Regions from separate parts of the Mus musculus genome. Here all the other regions are linked to region 2. The links are chromatin contacts, called in public Micro-C and promoter capture Hi-C maps. All regions are on one chromosome and are shown on one strand. The core of a region is the stretch at or near the end of the contact, and the rest is flanking DNA. Distances in the headings are between cores, read along the strand shown.

Evidence for each region. Promoter capture Hi-C pulls out the DNA fragments that hold promoters and counts their contacts. A called contact is a pair of places that touch in the nucleus more often than the background predicts.
Region 1: a contact with region 2 is called in a promoter capture Hi-C map of the SN4741 cell line, with 5 times the contacts expected there. The contact joins the enhancer-like site here to the promoter of Nkx6-1 in region 2. A contact is called at or near these places in 12 of 39 promoter capture datasets (the 3T3-L1 cell line, the SN4741 cell line, cranial neural crest and 5 more), 3 of 15 datasets of contacts at CTCF or cohesin (the NIH/3T3 cell line, large pre-B cells and pro-B cells), 5 of 484 Hi-C or Micro-C datasets (adipose-derived mesenchymal stem cells, embryonic stem cells and nephron progenitors), 10 of 115 datasets of contacts at active chromatin or transcription factors (craniofacial prominence, embryonic forebrain, embryonic hindbrain and 6 more) and 1 of 9 other capture datasets (adipose tissue).
Region 3: a Micro-C map of B cells shows a contact between it and region 2, with 9 times the contacts expected there. The contact joins the promoter of Wdfy3 here to the promoter of Nkx6-1 in region 2. A contact is called at or near these places in 1 of 39 promoter capture datasets (pre-B cells), 1 of 15 datasets of contacts at CTCF or cohesin (large pre-B cells), 7 of 484 Hi-C or Micro-C datasets (B cells, LSK cells, cardiomyocytes and 1 more) and 1 of 115 datasets of contacts at active chromatin or transcription factors (embryonic stem cells).

Annotation. Positions count from the first base shown.
Region 1 is chr5:101,160,706-101,164,603 of GRCm38.p6, forward strand. No RefSeq gene overlaps it. Among named protein-coding and RNA genes, the nearest start is that of Gm36851, 77 kb to the right of the region's middle. Within about 2 kb of position 2,571, at least 56 of the 459 cell types and tissues checked have an H3K27ac peak or open chromatin away from gene starts, as enhancers often do. A contact at or near this core is called in the NIH/3T3 cell line, the SN4741 cell line and adipose-derived mesenchymal stem cells, where this site is marked.
Region 2 is chr5:101,662,414-101,666,752 of GRCm38.p6, forward strand. It overlaps Nkx6-1 (NK6 homeobox 1), which reads right to left and starts at 2,298. Exons shown (of 3, transcript NM_144955.2): 1 at 1,149-2,298. The coding sequence starts at 1,821.
Region 3 is chr5:102,067,910-102,072,334 of GRCm38.p6, forward strand. It overlaps Wdfy3 (WD repeat and FYVE domain containing 3), which reads right to left and starts at 2,012. Exons shown (of 67, transcript NM_172882.3): 1 at 1,687-2,012.

The DNA of each region.
Region 1 (3,898 bases), core at 1,321-3,820, 500 kb before region 2:
TCTGCCCCTTAAGTAATTCTGGCACAGGGATTCTTATCCTTATTTTCTAGATCTGGAGCTATTTAACATGGTAGTGACATGCTGTAACTGAAACTGTCCCATTTGCTTTATAGCTGAAAAGGGAGTTCATAAAGTACTGACTATCAAGTGTTAGGGATATATACTTACCTTGTAGCTCTTTGTTAATATACATTATTAAGTGCTTTATAGATTTAAAATCCTTCAAAATGATATCATCTATTGAAACTCCTCAAGGAAGTCTAGTTTAAACGATGCATGGATACAATGAATGCCAAGAAGAAGCACTTGTTCACTAAACTGATTAACTTGTCAGGTGATGTAGACATCTGAACAAGTTCTAAGCATTAAGAAAGACAATGCAGCTGCTACAGTTTGGATGTGAAAGTCCCCCATAGGTCAATGCATTTAAATTATGGTGCCAGCTTGGTGCTATTGGGTGGTGGTAGAAACCAATGAGCAGAGCCTAGTGGAAGACTTTGGTCATTGAGGATGTGCCTTGAAAGAGACTCTAGGACACTGTCCTTGTCACCCCCGTCCCCCACTCTCTTACATCCTGAACACAAGGTGAATGGTTTCACCTCATGCTTCTGCCACACTTTGCTGTCATTTCACAGGCCCCAAAGCAAAGAGACCAACCAACTAATCGTGGATAGAAACTCCAAAGACTGTGAGACAGAAAAACAAATGCATCTGCTAGTGGTTAGCTTAGATATTTGTTGTAGTAACAGAAACAGACCAATACAGCAAGCAGCAAAGTACCAAAGTCTACCCAGACTCTCACTCTTTCTCTCTGCTATACACTTACATCCCAAGCTCCGAGAGTTATCAATGCTGTCCTTTGAGTTGAGATCCACAGCAGCAGTCTTGCTATGTCTAAATTGGGTCACTGGACCCCAGGGGTGGAAATACTAAGTAGCGTGGTGTAGTCAGTAACAAGGGAGGCAGGTCTAACTCTAGTGCCTTCTAGAAGTTGGGTTACTATGTTTGCAGTTCCAGATAGAAGACAGAAGCATTCATCATTGTTTCCAGTTATCTGGAGGGCCTTGTGAGAGGACCATCATTCTTAGTGTTTGGGGAGAAACCCCCTCAAAAAGTGAGGACCCTGGAAATTAAAGAGCTATTTGTCTCCAATGTGGAGACTCTTCATTAATATTCATGAGGCCTGCCTCAGTGCTTCAGGCTGAGGCGCGCTGTCTTGCCATTGTCAGTGACTAAATCTCCCTTCAGGTGCTCTTCTGGAATTCCCATTGAGTTATGAAAACTAATCTCCTTTCATTGAATTTATTGCACAGCTCTATTGTGATGAGCGCGTGTCAGAGAGAAATAGAAGAGCTTTGCACTTGGCTCTTCCATCTTCAATTTCAAGGCCGGTTCCCTCATGCATTTGAGCTACAGAAGGATCTCTGGTTCTTAATATGTGCAGTTGTGTGCATTTTAACAAACTTTAAACTTCAGAAATTATGCCTTCCTCTGCCTCAGTCTGCTAACTGCATGCATGCTAATGGGGAATTGAAGACTCGGTCAGGGGAGAGAAGCCCCTGTATGGCAATTACGCCTTGGAGAGAGAATTTAGCTTTTCATCAGGTTCCTGGTAATCCTGAATCTCTGTATGGAAATGCAACTCATTTCTCCGCCCGACTACCACATACATTCGGAATATTAAAAAGAATGAGAGGGTGTTTCTCGCCTCTGCCTCCCTTGTCGACAGAAATCAGTGTTAACTCGAGATGATGGATGTTGACAAACTTAATATGGTGAGTTGAGGATGGATGACTCTGCGCAGGGAAGGAAAGAGAGTCAAGGGAACAGAATGTCTTCATTTCCTGAGTGGGAGATTATCCCGTCATGATGTGTTTGCCTTCATTTATTTATTTATTTATTTATTTATTTAGGAAAGTGTTTGGAAAAAAAATCATAAAGTACTAATTAGATGTAAATATATGCACATCTAAAATTTGCTTAGTTTTAATATAACTTGAGTTTCCCCACAGGTCTTAATGCCTATGTTTGACCTTCATGGGGCCCACACAAAACAGTTGCTCATGCTCACTCAAAATGTTCATGTCCTTTCTTCTTCACACTCGTTGAAGTCAACTGTAGGACTCTGCCCCATGGCTGCCTCTTGGGGCTTAGAACAAGTTGGTTATGATGGACTCCAGGTATCTTCATTGCCTCTTGATTCAAGTTTTTTTTTTTTTTTTTCTTCTCCACATTCACCTGTCATATTACCTGCTCATCAAGGTGACTTGAAGAATCACCGTTAAGGTGAATCAACGCCCTCTCTTCTGTCCTGCAGTATTCCAGCCGTTTCATCTTAGCCTATATTATCAGCACTCCTGTCTATGGTCTGTTCTCAATCATTAAAAATGCGTAGGGGTTCTTAAGGACTTGTTCCTGTTGGAGTGGAGATGGGAACGGGTGAGTGCCGGCACTGCTCGCAGCTTGTAGACTCACAGACTTTGTCAGCAGTGGCTTTAGATTCAGACTGATTTGGAGCCTGACGGATGTGAGGGCACGTCCTGCCCTTGCTGCCTGGTGACATCACATTAGGGAAAGTCCCTAGTTTCCAGTGACTGAGCAGGAGGTACTCAAGGAATGCATTTTGACTGAGTCAGTGATTTGTAATCCTCATGTTTATTTTCCTAAAGTACAGCAGTATCTTGTAAGTAACAGCACTGTTAAAGACACCCTTGGAGAAACTTAGGAAGATAGAAGATTGCTGGGATGTCTGACACAATGCTGTTTGATATCTAACTGTTGTTTGTCTGTCATTTTTATCCTACCCTTTGCATATTCATACTTAGAAGCGTAAGTACTTGTATGTTATCTTTTCTTAAACTCACATGTGATTAGCATGCAGTATTAGTGTACCTTATATTAGTGTAGCTATCTGTCCATGATACGGTTTAATTTTGCTGTCACACTGAACACCAGAAATCTTCACCTACATTTTACAGATCAGTCAGAAACCTGAATGTCAAGAAGAATTTACCTCAAGTTACGTCAGTCACAGAAGCATGGCCAGAAGCCAGGTTTTGTGTGGTGCCTGCTATTTTCTCATTAGCCAGGATTTCTGGAATGAAGCAAACATTTATTTATCTCTGCAGTCCGATCCCTTTGATGAAACACAGGAGTGGAGCTTGGGTCCTGCGCTGTTGTGTAGCTACTGCACAAGGACGTTGAACTTACCTTTTTGATCTCAGCTATGTGTTTGTGGCTGGAATGAGGAAGATATGGGATTGAGAGAGTCCATTAGGCTGCAGCTGTGTTTGTGTTTGCAGCTGTTCTTGTGCACACAGGGCCGCGGGGAGACTCACTCATTGGGGGAAGAGCTCGTTTCATGGTCAGTGAATGGCTTTGGGCTTAGGAATAACACTTTCTCCTTTGTGAGCATTTGGGGACTTGCTGAAGCACAAAAAGATTTAGAAGAAACCCAAAAGTCTTCAGACAAGGAGATTCAATTTTAAAGCATTAATGTGTCCATTAAAAAGAATAGATGTATGGAGCCAGAGAGATGGTGCAAAAGTCAGGACTGCATGCTCTTCTTGTAGAAAACCAGGGTTTGGTTCACAGCATGTCCAGTGGCTCACAAATGCCTGTTATTCTGGCTCCAGGGGGATCAGGCACTGCTGGTCTCTGCAGGCATATTTTCTCATGTGCACAATGTCCCCACCCACCCCGTTACAAATTTTAAAAAAATCCTTTTAAAATATAGTCAGGCTCATACTTAATAGATGTGAGCTAACAGGATAGTCATTGAGAGACCAGCGGAAGGTGTGTTGGCTGAGATTACTAATGGTTTCAAGAAGTGAATGCAATAATCTTTCCAAGTGTGGGCTTTGAAGCCAGCTGAGTCTGTACTGTGAGAGAGTACCTG
Region 2 (4,339 bases), core at 1,048-3,547:
ACTTCCCTAACCTGTGCTGAGCAATAAAGGGCTCCTTGTATTTTGAGCACTTTAGGACATAACTCTTAAAGTTTGAGGCCCTTACGGGCTGGAGAAGAGACCAGAGGAGACACAGGTCTGGCAATCCCTACAATCAAGGATACAATAGTGTCTCTCAGACATTTCAATAGCTCTGAGGAATCGCCTTCCCACATAGAGCCTGACATAGTTTCCCGTTAGTCAAGTTACTGCCGCTAAATCTCAGGCAAGGAGGTCCAGAGAACCTGGACTGACTTCAGGGACTTGGTCGTCAGCAAAGAACAGAGTTGAGCCGGGCCCTGGGCGCCACCTGGGGGGAGGGGGGAAGGAGCCTTCTATCTAGGAGCTGTGACCCACTAGCCAGAATTGTCTGTCCAGACCTTGGGACAGCTGAATTGACCCAGAGCGTTTGGAGGCTACATTTTACTGGTCTGTGTCCTGCACATGTATATTTCTCATCATGTCCTCTCTTGAGTTAGTCTGTTGAGTGTCAATGCCCCTTCAGTGACCAGGGCCCTGGGATTCAGGAGTAGGGAAGACCCGGGTCCATCAATGACAACAGCCTAGTTCTGGGAACCGCTGGCACAGGTCATTCTGGACAAGTGCACTGGGAGTGGGCGAGGGAGCTGGGAGAAAAGGTGAGCTGGAGACAACCAGGGAGGGTGTGTGCAAGCAAAAGTCTGCTTTTCTCGAGGAGGTAGATAGCCAGCTGCCTTGCCTACCCTCGCGGGTTTGCCGAAAACAAGGGTCAGACTACTGAAGGAACGGGCGAGCATGGCAGGAAGGAGCCAGAAAGGAAGGGGTGCGGAGGCCTTTTCCCGCTTTCCATCCATCTGACCCAGAGCTGGCCAGGTTCAAGAACAGCCCAGACAGAAGCTCGCTTGCTGCGCTGTGTTCTGTCCAGACGCATTCTCGTTGGTGGAGCCCAGGCCTGCATGAGCCTCGGCGAGCCCAGGAAAGCGCGAGTCCCTCGCTCGCCTGCAGGGGCCCAGCCAACGGCGTGCTGTCCCGGAACTTCCAAACTAGTGTGGCGGCCAGGAGACTGACCGCCCGCAGGGGCACTGTGTGCTTCACGACCCGAGAGCAGACTTAGAAGGCAGGGACCCACCCTCCCCTCCCATAGTACTCACGGGGGGTACAGGCAAGGCGCGCGTCCCTCCACGGCGGACTCTGCATCACTCCGGGCCAGAAGATGGGCGTCCGACCGGGCAGCTCGGCCAGGGGCTTGGGGTACCGGCCCACGGCGGCCACAGCCGCGGCGCTGGGGCTAAAGTAGAGCCCGGGCGGCGGTGGCGGAGGGCTCAGGCTGCTGAAGCGGGGCAGGCCGGCCAGCAGCCCAGCGGGCGACGAGGCGGCAGCGGCGGCAGCAGCAGCGGCGGCGGCGGCCGCCGCAGAGGCCGAGGTGGCGGAGGCGGACGAGGAGGAGGAGGAGGAAGACCCGGAGGGCGAGGCGGAGGGCAGGGCGGCCCCCGAGGCCACCGGCATAGAGGGCCGGCTCAGGATGTCGTTGATGCCGTGTGGGGTGGCCGCCGAAAGCTGCTGCGGGGGACTGCCCAGGGACGAGAGGCCCCCCGCGGCCGGGGGCTTCAAGCCGCCCGGGTTATGTGAGCCCAAAGGTGGGGAGGGCGACGAGGACGAGGAGGACGAGGACGAGGAGGAGGGGGGCCCGGTGGGCAGCGGGGGATAAGCGGCGGGGTAGAGCGGGGTCTTCATCTCGGCCATACTGTGCAGGGCGGCCAGGGGCGGGCTGCTGAGCAGGAACGCGCTCTGCCGAGGGCCCTCCATCGCCCCCACAGCTAACATCCCACAGCCAGACCCGAACCCGCAGCCACGCAGGTCGGTGGCCCCGCCGGGGCTCGGGAGAACCCGAGGTGCCGGGGGCGCGCGCAAGCGAAGTGTGGATCGGCCGCGGGCTCCGGGAGCTGCGCAGCAAAAATGTCCAAACGCCCCGCGGGAGGCGGCAGGGGCGAGGGCTGCGGGGGCGCGGGCGGGCTCAGCGCTTCCTCGGCTTCGGGAGTCCCGGATTCGATCCCAGGCGCTGGTCCCTCGTTCCCGGCTCAGAGCGCTCTGCTTCTCATCTTCTCCACCCCCGCGGGAAATCAGCAAGACGTACCCCGCAGCCGACCCAGAGAGTTTGCAACAAGGTTGGGAGGCGCGGAGCGTTCGCTTTGATGTAGGAGGGCGGGGGCCGGCTCGCTCGCCTGGGGGAGCTTCAAAGCGGGCGGCGTTCCGCCCGGTGCGCGCCTCTGATCTCGCTCGGACGCTCCGCTCTCCCGGCGGCCGCGCTGCTGAGTCGCACTCACCGCTCGCCCGGGGGACAGAGCACAAACGGCCGGCGCGGGTATCGCGCCCGCCACTGCCTCGGGCCCGGCGTTACTGCGCCAGAAAGGGCAGTCAGTGACACCGCTCCGGCGGCTGGGGACTTGGTGCGCCCACGAGCCTACTTCCCCTCCGAGCCACGCGGCGCCGGACTAGCCGGATCGAAAAGGATAAAAGAAAATAAACCTAAGTATGGAAAAAGTCTGACGGGCCGGTTCCGATCGTCCGTCCTCTTCTGCAAGCCGGCCGGGAGACCCCCCCCCGTCCCACCCCCTGGCGCCCTCTCTTCCTCTCACTCTCCGCCTTTCTCTTGCCTCTCTGGCATTTCTCCTTGGCTTTCCAGGCTTGGCTCTTCCAAGCCCTGTCCTCTGGCCAAACTGACCCTCTCGGCGGCTCTTCCCTTCTCTCCTCTCTCCCTCTGGGCCTGACAGTTCGGATGAAGCTCTCAAAGGTAATAAAATATTTGCACCCCTCCCTGCCTCTCTTTAGCTGGGGGACGCAAGGGAGGGGAGGTGGGGGGCCAAAATGAGAACTTTCGAGGACGTCATTCCGGGGCGGCTCGGCGGGGCGGGACTGAGGAGCGGGGCCCGGGTCCTGGGCGTAAACACCGCCTCCAATAGCGCTCAGCTTGGGCAAGGCGTCGCTCCTAGAACACGCCCACCTGGGAGCGCCACACCTTTTGATTGGCTGAGACTAGGGAGCCATAAGGACGCGCCCTCCTAGTCCCCGCCCCAGCTTCACTTGGGCGGAGCCAAGAGGGGAGGGGCCTGGCGAAAAGAGTGGTTCCAGTCTAGAGCCAGCGGCCGGCTCAACTAATCGTGCAAAATAAAATGGAAAGGAGAAGGAGGGAGCAGGGACGAAGAGGGCATTACTTTTTAAAGAGAGGAATAATGAAAATCCAGCCCTTCTATGGAAAAGCAGTTTAAGTGCGGCTCTTCCGCCCACGCCAGCTCGCGTCATCCTCCCCCAGCTCGCGCGCGGCGCCCACCTCCAACGGTGTCTGGACCCTTGCGAAAAGGGAGCTAATGGAGCAGGCAGGAGGCATATCCCAGGCCGACTTCCTTCTTTTGAAGGGATTAATTAAAGGCCCTCTGGGCTCTTCCAGAATCGTGTAAATTGATTTGTTGTTCCTTAAGCCCGTAGATGTTTTTAAACCCCTCGCAGGCCTAAGGGTCACCCTTCACCATCTTTCCGTCTCCTGCTCTTTTCTGTTCTTTCTCCGTTCTTGTCTTCGCTCTCCCACTCCCTAGATCATTATCACTTATGAGGGGGCTCAGTACTCTGGGGATGAAATCAGCTTAATGAGAATATTTATCTCCTGCGTGGTGTCTAAACCTAACAGAAATGAGATAATTATTTTTTTAAAATCCTCCCTCTATTATTATTAGTTGGATTTATGAGGCAGGATCACTAAAATTCACAGGACAACTTTAGATAGAGGAATACCTCGGGGGAAGACAGGTAACTGTTGGAAAGTCTGGTCAAGCTCTCAACTCGGGTAGTTGAGTAAACTAGAGACGACCGACTTCTAGGCTGACATTGGGAGCGATGGTCAAAAGGGCTTTGCTCCCTCTGGCCGATCTTTAAGGTCTGCTCAGGGTTGACCAAAACCAAGGAAAAAACCTCTTTGGTCGATCTTGAGAAATCGGGCAGTTGATACACCAGTGGGGGGGGGGGGGGCGGGAAGTGTCACAGCAGAGATTTGCATCATATTATTGAGTCCAAATTTAAGGTTCAGAAAACAGAAATAGGCGATAAATGACCCAGGAATTAAAACTGAGCAGCGCCAGGGAGTTTGACTCTGAATGTCAAGCAGGAGGCCTTAAACTGGTCGGTCCCCTTACTTCTCCAAAGCTTGAGTGTTGTCAACTTGAGGTTGAGTTTGACGTGTGAGAGTAAAGCCTAGGGGTTAATCATCGCCTGCTCCTTTCATTCGCTCAGAGTCGGGGGTGGGGAAGATGATATTTGTCTTCCTCTGGCTTTCCCATCTTTATTAACTTCA
Region 3 (4,425 bases), core at 762-3,261, 410 kb after region 2:
AATTTTTTTTCCTCAGACTTGCCTGCATCTACAAGACTTAGACGTTCACGCTCTTCTCAGCCTCCCAGTACCTGGCCAACAGGTATGAGTCACCATACCCAGGTAGGATATTTACTCTTTTTAAACTACGATACCCAGTTGTTTACCATCTTTTGTGGTTCCAGATCAAATGGGGGTGGGGGAGCCCCGATGTAGGCTACATTCTGAGGATAATTTCTAGAAATTCTAAGACCCCACTGAATGCAGCACCTTGGTGATATTTAGGACACCAGAGGTAAACAGTGAAGACTTGTGGAGTTCAGCATCCTCAGAGTACAGAATCTGATCCTGGAATATTACACTACGGTTTAACTTTCTTTCATGTCTTTCCAAGTTACTTCAAAGCCTCATGTTCCTTAACTCATAGCACATTTGTAGAGAAATTTTTGTGAGAAGCATATTTTTACATGAATAGATTTCAACTAAGGAAAAGAGAAACTATTTAAAAACCTGTATTTCTAGTTGCTTGAGGCAGAACTGCTCAAAGTTTTAGTTCTCAAACCTAATGAAATACAGATTTTTTTTAAACATTAAATGCATATCAAGCTAATTCTTACACAGCAGGGTCCCATGATGACAGTTTTATTTAAAGAGGGATTTACTTTGACTAGATCTATACACTAACAGACTATAGTCTTTCTCCTAGACTCTACACTAATACCACATCCCATTTTCCTGTAAATAAGTACATTTTTCATTGTTTTGTTATTTTTACTTGCTTTACATCCTGACAGTGAAAACTGATCTAAACCTGCTTGATAGAGGCCAGCCTGGAATCTGCTGTCTCGACGCAAGGGTTTTGTTTTTCTTTTTTTGTTGGGTTTTCAGACACCATAATAACCACTTGGTACTGACCAACCCATAGCTATTAGTGAACAAAAATAGTTTTTCGTATGCATAAGCACCATTTTTCCCACAGAAAAAACACTTAGCCATTGGTGAGGTACTGAAAATCCATGCATTCGGTAAACATCTGCTTGATCTGATTCTATCCTATTATTTCTACAAAGGAAGAACTCATCATCTGTCTCTCCGATTCAAGAGTCAAAAAATCAATGGAACGCAGCACCTCCGATGCGACCATGGTCCAGAGGGCTCTGGTCGGAAAGGTCACCGCTGCCTTTTCAACCCCGCCATAACCGCGAATGTCGGTGATGCCACCACATCCCCGATGCAGGACAGAAGCATCCCAGGTCCCTTCCACAGGGAAGGGTTTGCAGCTCAGAGCGTAGAGGGATGAGCCAGGAGAGGCCCGCGGCCCTGGAGACGGCGCCCGAGGGATGGAGGCCGCGCTCCGCTGCGCCCGGGCGCGCGCGGGTGGGGGCTGGGGGGTCCGGGAATGGGCACCGGGAGGGTCCTCCCGAGGGGACCGGCATGACCCCCACCTACCCCGGGCGCCGCCGGGTTACGCCCCCGCCCTCCCGGACCTGCGGTCGCCTTGCCCCCGCCTCCCCATCCCCGAGGCCCCCGCACGCCCCTCCGCCGGCCGCCTGGGACCAGCCGCCGACGGCGCCCTCTCCAGGCCCGGAGGAGGACGCGGGTGGGGGAGCGGCTGGGCCGCGGCCTGTCCCCGCGCGGACAGCGCCTCCGCCCCGCAGGAACAAAGCGCGCCGCGGGCGAGCCGGCGAGCGGGCAGGCAGCACTCACCGCGGACGCGCGGGCCCAGGCGTGGGGCCCGGGAGTCCCCCCAGGCCGGGCCGGGGCCGAGCGCCCGCTGCAGTCCGCGAGCTGCGGGGCCGGGGCGGCAGCCGTGCTAGGCAGCCAGGGCAGCGACGCCGCCGCCGCTCCCTTCTCCCGCCTGGGTCCCTGCTCCGCCGCGTCTTCTCCCTCGCCGGGTCCCCGCCGCCGCCTCAGCCTCGGCACTGCACGGGCTGCTCCTCTCCATCAAGGCCGGGCCGGGCCGCGGGGAACATCCCGGAAAGTGAGGGCTGGTGGCCGTCTCCCGCAGCTGCTGGTGGCCATCTTTAATCCTCCTCCTCCTCCCGCTCTCCCCACCTCCCGCGCCCGCTGACGGACGGCTCGGGATCCTCCTCCCGCTCCTCCCGCTCCTCCTACCAGGCCGGCCGCAGAAACTGCAGCCGCGCGGCCGGCCCCTCCCGCCTTTCCTTCCTCTTTCCTACTTCCTTCCCTCGCCGCGGCTCCTGCTTGCCGGCACCCTGGACAGGCGCGCAGCCCAGTCCGCGCCCCGCGCCCCGCGCCCCCTGCCCTCGCCTCCGGGCTCCCGGGTCCTCTGGCGCAGCGCTCACCCCCTCCTCCGGCTTCTCGGGGGACCCTGCTGAGAAAGCACCGCTGCGCGCCCCTGAGCCCTACTCCCATTGCTGGATGCTGTCACCAGCGATGAAAACACGCGAGCCTGCGTTCATTTTACTCCAGCTGGAGTACAAAAGAACTGCCCACGCTAGCTCTTTCACTACGCGGCCTCGAACCCCCACCTCCTCCGGTGCGGATCAGGACCCAGGAGTTTCCAGTCTCCAGGGTTGTCCTGGGTCAGTGACCTTGAGACCTTCTGCTGAGATTTTAGGTTTGCCCTTTCTGGAAAGGTCATTCTTTGTACCTCCATAGACCTGACCAACACAATGTTTGCACTAAATGAGTATGGATTGGTAAACTTGAAACAGCCAAGCGGACATCAGCTTGTCTCTGTTCCTAGTCCGCCCAGCGTACCGTTTGGGTCATACTTCTGTTCTGACGGTGGGGACAAAACTGAGTCAGCATGAATGCTTGAACTCCTTGAGTTGAACAGCTCAGAGTGGGGAAGTAGTGGTACAGAAACTGGAAACACGAGCTTGTTTTCCCAACACTGCAATCTACAGCAGTTTTAGGATTTCCTCTAAAAAAGAAAAAAAAAAAAAAAAAGCCGAAGTAATTTGGACTTGCTGTTTCCTTTTTTTAAGCCAGTTTGTGTTTGGAATTGGATCCAGTTGTACCGATTTACTCCACTGTTTGCTACAAGATTCAGCAGCTGTTCCGTGTGGGGGCCCCTGTTCCTGCTGTTCCCAGGCACCCGCTGGCAGGACAAAGCACCTTTCCCCAGGTGTGGAGAGCCATGCCTGTAAGGCCTGTGCTGGGTGGGGCTGCTGTTGGATGAGGTTGGGGGGTCCCTCAGGAGGATAGAAGAATTGTCCAGAGTTGGAGGCCAGGGAGACAGTCAGGGAAGGGAAGAGACCAGGGGCAGGCTACAGAATAAAAATGTAAATGTTACTCAATTCTGAAAGAGTAGGTCAGAACAACCCCTTTTAAAAAAACCTACTTTTATAACCAGATCATCTAAGGGGGAACAGAAATCCGATGCTTTGCCTCTAAGGCTCACAAAGTAACCTGTAAAGATACTGGCCATTCAACTGTTTTAACTCAGTCTGTGCCATCTATAGAATTCCTTTAAAGCCAAATAGGCTGTGCTATAGCGCTCTATAATACAGTTTTAAATAAATCATTACTGCCAGGTCGCTGGGTGGGGGAGGGGTGTGCCTGCTTCCTTTTCCTTCTTACTGCTCCTTCCTCCTTGGCCCTTTGATGTGTATTCTTTAGGTACCGTTCCTCCAATCTGCCCTTACACAAATGTACCACAAAATTCTCTTCAGCCTGGGAGTGTGGCAGGAAGAAGAGCTACTGGATGCATGGCTACATTAGGGTAAGAAAATCAGTTGAGTCAACACTAAGACCAGGGTGCCTTTCAGAAGGAAGATCTTCAACTAAATATGAATGAGGTTTCGAATTTTTTTTGTAATTATAATTGGGAGAAGAAAATTTATGAAATGTATGTCATCAGCACATTGATTATAAATGTCTTTCTGTTGGAAAAAAAACCATTGCAATAAAGTTCAAGGGTATATCAGTATGCAAATGTGGCAATTTTCCTGCTGGTGTCTTATAGAGAATATTTCACAAAGGTTTTCTCCTAGTGCACACATATACACCCAGCTGCCTTCCCTTGTTTTGCTGAAGCTATACAAATATAAGGATTATAAGGATGGTCTGGAAAAGACCCTTCCCAGTTGCTCTCTCTCAGCTCTGCCTCAGATCTGTCACCGCCACAGCTCTTACCTTCCTGGGTCTTTGTTGCCGGCCAAATGTAGTTTCTGTCATCTTGAGTTTAGGTATTCAAAACAAAACAAAACAAAACAAAACAAAACCCTGGTCAGCTCAGGTTCTCCAGCAACATGACTACTGTGTCCTGTGTATTCACTCAGATGAACTCACACTCCTCATAAAACAAAGACTGTGTTAAAGTGGAATAAGCCCTTTGTGCAGAGGCCAGATGGAAGGAGTTCTAGGCATGTGCAGCGAACTCCTCTGGGGATAGAGGAAGCTGAAGGGCTATTTCTAAACAGTTCTGCACCAGGAGTCTGATTCCTAACTTCCATTCAGAAATGAGGTGACTGTAGA